Regions from separate parts of the Mus musculus genome. Here region 2 is linked to region 1. A link is a contact called in public promoter capture Hi-C data. All regions are on one chromosome and are shown on one strand. Each heading gives the region's core, a stretch centred on a gene start, on an enhancer-like site or on the middle of the called end of the contact. The rest is flanking DNA. Distances are from core to core; before and after follow the strand shown.

What was found. Capture Hi-C pulls out chosen DNA fragments and counts their contacts.
Region 2: a promoter capture Hi-C map of pancreatic islet shows a contact between it and region 1. The contact joins two enhancer-like sites. A contact is called at or near these places in 4 of 15 datasets of contacts at CTCF or cohesin (the G1E-ER4 cell line, the NIH/3T3 cell line, large pre-B cells and 1 more), 20 of 484 Hi-C or Micro-C datasets (8-cell embryo, the AML12 cell line, CD8 T cells and 12 more), 3 of 115 datasets of contacts at active chromatin or transcription factors (acute myeloid leukemia and embryonic stem cells) and 4 of 9 other capture datasets (adipose tissue, embryonic stem cells, liver and 1 more).

What each region holds. Positions count from the first base shown.
Region 1 is chr16:33,628,201-33,631,065 of GRCm38.p6, forward strand. All of the region lies in intron 9 of Slc12a8 (solute carrier family 12 (potassium/chloride transporters), member 8), which reads left to right. Among named protein-coding and RNA genes, the nearest start is that of Heg1, 55 kb to the right of the region's middle. Within about 2 kb of position 1,576, at least 3 of the 459 cell types and tissues checked have an H3K27ac peak or open chromatin away from gene starts, as enhancers often do. A contact at or near this core is called in pancreatic islet, where this site is marked.
Region 2 is chr16:33,733,457-33,736,156 of GRCm38.p6, forward strand. It overlaps Heg1 (heart development protein with EGF-like domains 1), which reads left to right. Exons shown (of 15, transcript NM_175256.5): 7 at 2,085-2,188. Among named protein-coding and RNA genes, the nearest start is that of Heg1, 50 kb to the left of the region's middle. Within about 2 kb of position 1,350, at least 95 of the 459 cell types and tissues checked have an H3K27ac peak or open chromatin away from gene starts, as enhancers often do. A contact at or near this core is called in pancreatic islet, where this site is marked.

The DNA.
Region 1 (2,865 bases), core at 326-2,825:
ACTCTCTAGAAGAGTGCTGGAAGGTGCAGAACAGTGCCCGCAGCAGCTGTATTCCCATAAGTTGTTGTAGCATAGTCCTTGAGTGTTAGCCTGACTGCAGAGTCCCAACCTCACTCTCTAGCCTTTCCAGCTATTCTCAGAATTCCCAAAACAAAACAAAACTGTAGTTCAAATGCACTCAATATATCCGAGCCATTTCTAGTTTGCAGATTAGTGTTATTAAATATGTTTATGTTTAGGTTAGACAGCAATTACCATTATCATCTCCTAACTTTCCTTCTGATAAAACTGAAATTATATCCATTAAGTTCCCATTCTCCTTCAGTGAGTTCACTTTTCACTGTTGGGGAATATACCCTGCTGAGCCTGTATCCTTAGTGTTGGAATGATGACTGTGCAGGTTAGCTTTTTGTTCATTTGTATCAGGTGACTTTAATCCCACACTCAGGAAGCAGAGGCGACAGATCTCTGAGTAACAGCCTCGTCTATACATTGAGTTATAGGACAGCCAGGGCTACATAGAAAAACCCTGTCACAAACAAACAAACAAACAAACAGGTTTTTATTGACACAAGCTAAGTCTCTGTGAATGGGAAACCTCAATGGAGAAAATGCTCCCGGCAGATTGTCCTATAAACAAGCCCATCTCACTCTGGTCAGTGCCTCCCCTGGGCAGCTGGTCCTGGGTGCTATAAGAAAACAGGCTGAACAAACCATGGTGAGCAAGCCAATTATGAGCATCCCTCCGTTGCCTCTGCTTCAGTTCCAGCCTCCAGGCTCCTGTCTTGAGCTCCTGCCCTGAGATTTCCCTTTGGGAGAAACAGTAAGCTGTAAAATGAGTAAGCCCTTTCCTCCCCAAGTTGCCTTTGGGGCTGGCGTTTATCATAGCAATAGAGCTAACAAGGACAATGACTGATCCGGGTTTGTCATCTCTGAAGTTGTAGGATATTTCCTTCCTGCAGCCGCTTAGTTCATCTTTTTATTTAGGAAATTCTCATGTTCTTTAGCCTGGGAACAGGATAGGGCTGTGCAGGGGTGCTCATGACTTCAGGTATAGAGCACTGCAATCCTTGTTTGAAACAAGCCTCTGTTATGTACCACCACTGATTTCCCAACACCTCTGGTTCCCTACAGGCAAGACCGTTCTAGCTTCTCGGTTTCTGTTTGTTGTGTTTTGGGATCTCAGGGTCTCATTATATAGCCCAGACTGTTTTTAGATTATTATGGGTTACTTAGACTCACTAGTCCTGGGATTACAGTCATACACCACAATCCCCAGCAAGACCTTTCTATATCTTTGGAGAGTTCCTTCTGTCTCCATCATCCATCATGTTGATATTGTGTATATTTTGTCTTTATTCCACAGTATTTTCAAGTATATTATGTGTATTTCTTTAGTTCACTTCTCAGCTTTCTTTTGCATTTAGTTACCCCTAGAACAGGCTTAAAACTACATTAGAAGTGTCAGCTGTCTCTTCCCGGGCACTACACACACAGACACAGACAGCCTGGCCAAGTCTTCCTGAGCCTAACCCAACAGCTGCTGTTGTCACTGGTTATGTTTGCTCACCAAATTCGTACCCATTCCCTGATATCCTTAATAATTTTCTGCAGCCCAGCCCTGCTGCTCCGCTCCGCTCTCCTCTCCTCTCCCCATCCCTACCCCCAGTCTATCCTTGTTAAATGATCCTCTGTTTTCTTATCATCTTGTTCTCCTTTCTGGAACGCATCACAGAATTATTTCCCAGTATTTCTAGTCTAGATTTTTTTTTCAGTTACCTGCTGTGTCAGCCATAATGAAGCTTGATTAGCAATAACAAGATCTCAAGGCAGTAGTGATTTAAACTGCTTCCGACCAAAGCAGGTGGGCGGAGCAAGGTGGCCACAGCAAGTCCACGGTCCTGAGTGACTCGGACTCCTTTTTGCTTTACCACCCACACAATGAGTATATCGTCCTTGACCCATGGTCTGGCGGCTGGAGCCCTGCCACCACATCCTATCCAGGTAGAAGAGAAAGGAAAGGAAGAAACACAAAAGACAAGCTTCCCAGCAGAGTCGCACGGCCGGCCTGGAAAGCCCACAATGCCTTGCTTTCTTTCCGTGGTTGACATTTAGGTGTGTGACTGATTATCACACAGATGACCTTTTACCTGGTGTGGTATAAAATGACCCCTTGTGCTCTTCATCTGGAGCTTCTACAGTAAGTTGCAAACCATCTGTCTGTGCATACTACACAGCCTTAGTCTCCAAGCGCTTTGGTTGTAACTTGACTTGTCCAGATCTTCATTTACTTTCTTTCATTGAATAGCATCGTTTTTAATTTTCATTTTATGAATATGGTGGATTCTCTTCTTCTGTCCTTGACATATATTATTACTCCCTCCCTGTAAAATCTTTCTATTCTGTGTTTTCTCTAGATTCTTTCCCCATTTTGGTGCCCCCCAATACTTCCTCCTCCCTCTCTCTCCCTACTCTCTCTTCCTCCTCCCTCTCTCCCTCCCTCTTCCTCCTCTCTCAGTCCCTCTCCTTCTTTATTTTCCTTCTCTTTCCTCATTCTTTTCCTCCTTCCATCCTTCTCTCTTTTATTGCAAAAAATTTTTAAATTATTTTTCATATATTCTGATCAGTTTTTCCTCCCTTATCTCCTCCCAGATCATCCCCCTCTCTCTAGAAGACATATGCCCCACTCCCCAAAAATCTAGAAGAAAACAAAGCAAACAAATGGGAGGGGGGAGCAAAGAAAAAGCACCAGATGTGTACACACACAAACACACAGAGCCACACATGCATATACATCTACACATATATACACACACATACATACATACCTGCACATACGCTCACACATTCACACAGCCACAAACA
Region 2 (2,700 bases), core at 100-2,599, 110 kb after region 1:
AAGCTGGGCGGGGTAACTGCAGACGTGGAAGTTGTCTTGAATACACTAACTATATTAAAAACAGGGACACATCTGTGTCTTTCCACAATGTCAGAATTTATTGAGTCACAATAAGCTCACAAGCTACTTCAATTTCATTTGCTCTGATTTGCCAAATTATTCTCATCTCCCTTGACAGTTGGCCAGTGGCAAGCATTGGCTTATTCCAAATTTAATTACTAATATTAACTCAGATCACAAGTTACACATCAGGGTAAAGGGGTATGTGTGTGTGTGTCACAGAATAGCTACAAAGGGGTTAAAGAGGCCACAGAAAAGTTCAAGGAGTTTAAAGAGGCCTTAGGAGTGTCAGAGAGCTAATACCGACGAGAAGAGAACCAGTCCCTTTAGCGGTTAGACCAGGAACCACAATGGACAGTTACTGAGGAACGCATCAAGCTGCTGCGGGGTTAAGGCTGGGACTGTCCATGTGAAAGGAGCTTAGAGGCAGGCACAGGACTGTGAGGTGAAGCCCAGACCCATGTAGGCCACTGTGGAGAAATCCGACACAGAACCAGGGCCAGATGGACAAAGAGACAGAGAACGCCACGGCAAGAGTGGACACTGAGCCAAGCTGAAGCCCTATGGTCATGCAGTCCCCATGCATTCTGGGTGGTCAGATGCCAGGTTGCTGGGGCCATTGCCACAAGAGTGTCAGGTGTCCTCCTCTTTATGGGGTGCAGGCGTGGCTGTTGCACCCTTCCTTGGTGTGTTTCATAAGCTCTTGAGGTCTCCCTTTCCACTAAGGGTTTTGGCCCTGTACTCATACAGATCCAATCTAATTGATAGTTTTGCAACAAGAAATGTAGTAGCCTGTGCCCCATGCTGGACAGGAGGTAGTGTTTTTATCCACAGCATGAAATAGAGTCAAATGCTTCTTGTATAATGGAGTCACCCAAGACAAAGCAGAGGCTGAAAGTCCCTGTTTTTACAATCAGCAGGAACTTAAGCCAAGCACAGCCTCCTCTCCACAGAGGTATAAATGCCTTGGGCAAATCCCTTCCAGGAAAAAAGACAGGGTTTAGGAAAGGACGGATGATATTACTCATGCTAAAGACAGAAGGCACGGGCAGGCAGAGAACGTCTGTGTGCCTTACCCTTATCCTGGGCACTTTTCCAAAGGGAAGAGTCTGGATTTGAACCTGGGCCCGTGAGGAGTGAAGCCGAGCAGGTCAGGTGACTGTGTGCAGAGTGCCCGCCCACAAGTAGCACAGATGGGGGGGAAAGCGGTTCAGTTTTGCTAAAGACTAGTCTTTCTCTTTTCAAGTCATTAGGCTTCATTGTTCGTAAACATCAGAGGGGCATGCAAATTAGAGCGTGCTGAAAGGCTTTGCCTTGGCCCAGAGTGTTTTCAAAGAGCTGCCTGCTGCTCCTAGAGAGTCCTAAGCAGCTGGCTTCGCTGAACTGTGGAACAAGCAGAAGGATGTTAAATAAGAACTACGGGCTTTAGTCAGTTAACTCTGAAATGTTAGCTGCTTTCCCTGGCTCCCTTGCCTGCCTTCCTCTGAATTCAGCATGCAGCCCCTGTGTCTCGGGTTATTTTTCTTCTGTATTGAGGGGAAGATATGCGTTTAATATAATAAGATATAATTTAATACGATAAATAATAATCGATAAATATAATTTAATATAATGAGTGATAAGAGCCAGCTCTAAAGACGGACTGTTAATTTTTGGTTGTCTGCTCATTCTGGAACCTCAGGCCTAATCATCAGAAATTGGTGTTACCTAGAATTTTATTTTATGAGTGAAACAGGCCTCACAATGAGGGAGCTTTCCTCCTTTCTGAATCCAGCCCTGTTTCTAACATGGCTTGTTTTCTTTACATGCCTGATAATAATGGGATCTTAGCACCTTGGAGTCTAAACCTACCACAAACATGTGTCACTCCTTGGTCACCTAGATGAGGAAGGAGTGTATTTACCCTCAAGACACACCCAGACTGTCCCTTGGGGGAGTAAAGCTGGCCGTCCCAGGGATTACAGCTGCATAGCCTTGCGTTGGTCTCTGCTGTGTGGCTTAATGGGCAATGTTTTCCTCTGCAGTTAGAACCTTTGTGACCGAGTTTAAGTTAAAGAAGACTTTTCTCAATACTACTGCAGAAAACCATTCCAACACTCAAGAGCTTGAAAACGAGATCGCTCAAACAGTAAGTTTCCCCTACAACGCTCTGCACGCTAAGCCTTAGTTTTCTAGACCAGATCTCATTCAGAAGTGCATACTTCTTAGGGTCGTCTGTATCCGCCGGACTTACTTCAGTGTTCACAGGGAAAGTTCACGCTGAAGTTAAAATAAAAGAAAAAGAAAAGTCTTGGAAATCAAAGAAAGGTGTTAGGCTCTGAAGAGTGCTCTTCATATGCAGGCCCCAGCTGCCAGGCTGCCAGGCTGTTCCGTTTTCTTGGGCAAACACAGAGTCAACAGGCACGATGATGCCTGCACCCATGTCAGCTGTGGATGAAGGGAAAAGCTTAGCGTCCCATCTGCTGTTGATACCTGATGTGACCTCCTGTGTTCTCAGAGCTTGGAGAAAGGCCACTCCTTCCTCAAAGGATGCCAGCAGCCTGATCCTAATTCCGATTAGACTTGGAACTGGGCTTGTGAGCTCACAGTGTAAATTATCTAGAGGCCTTGGATGCTGTTCTTTCCCTCTTTGCTTTTATG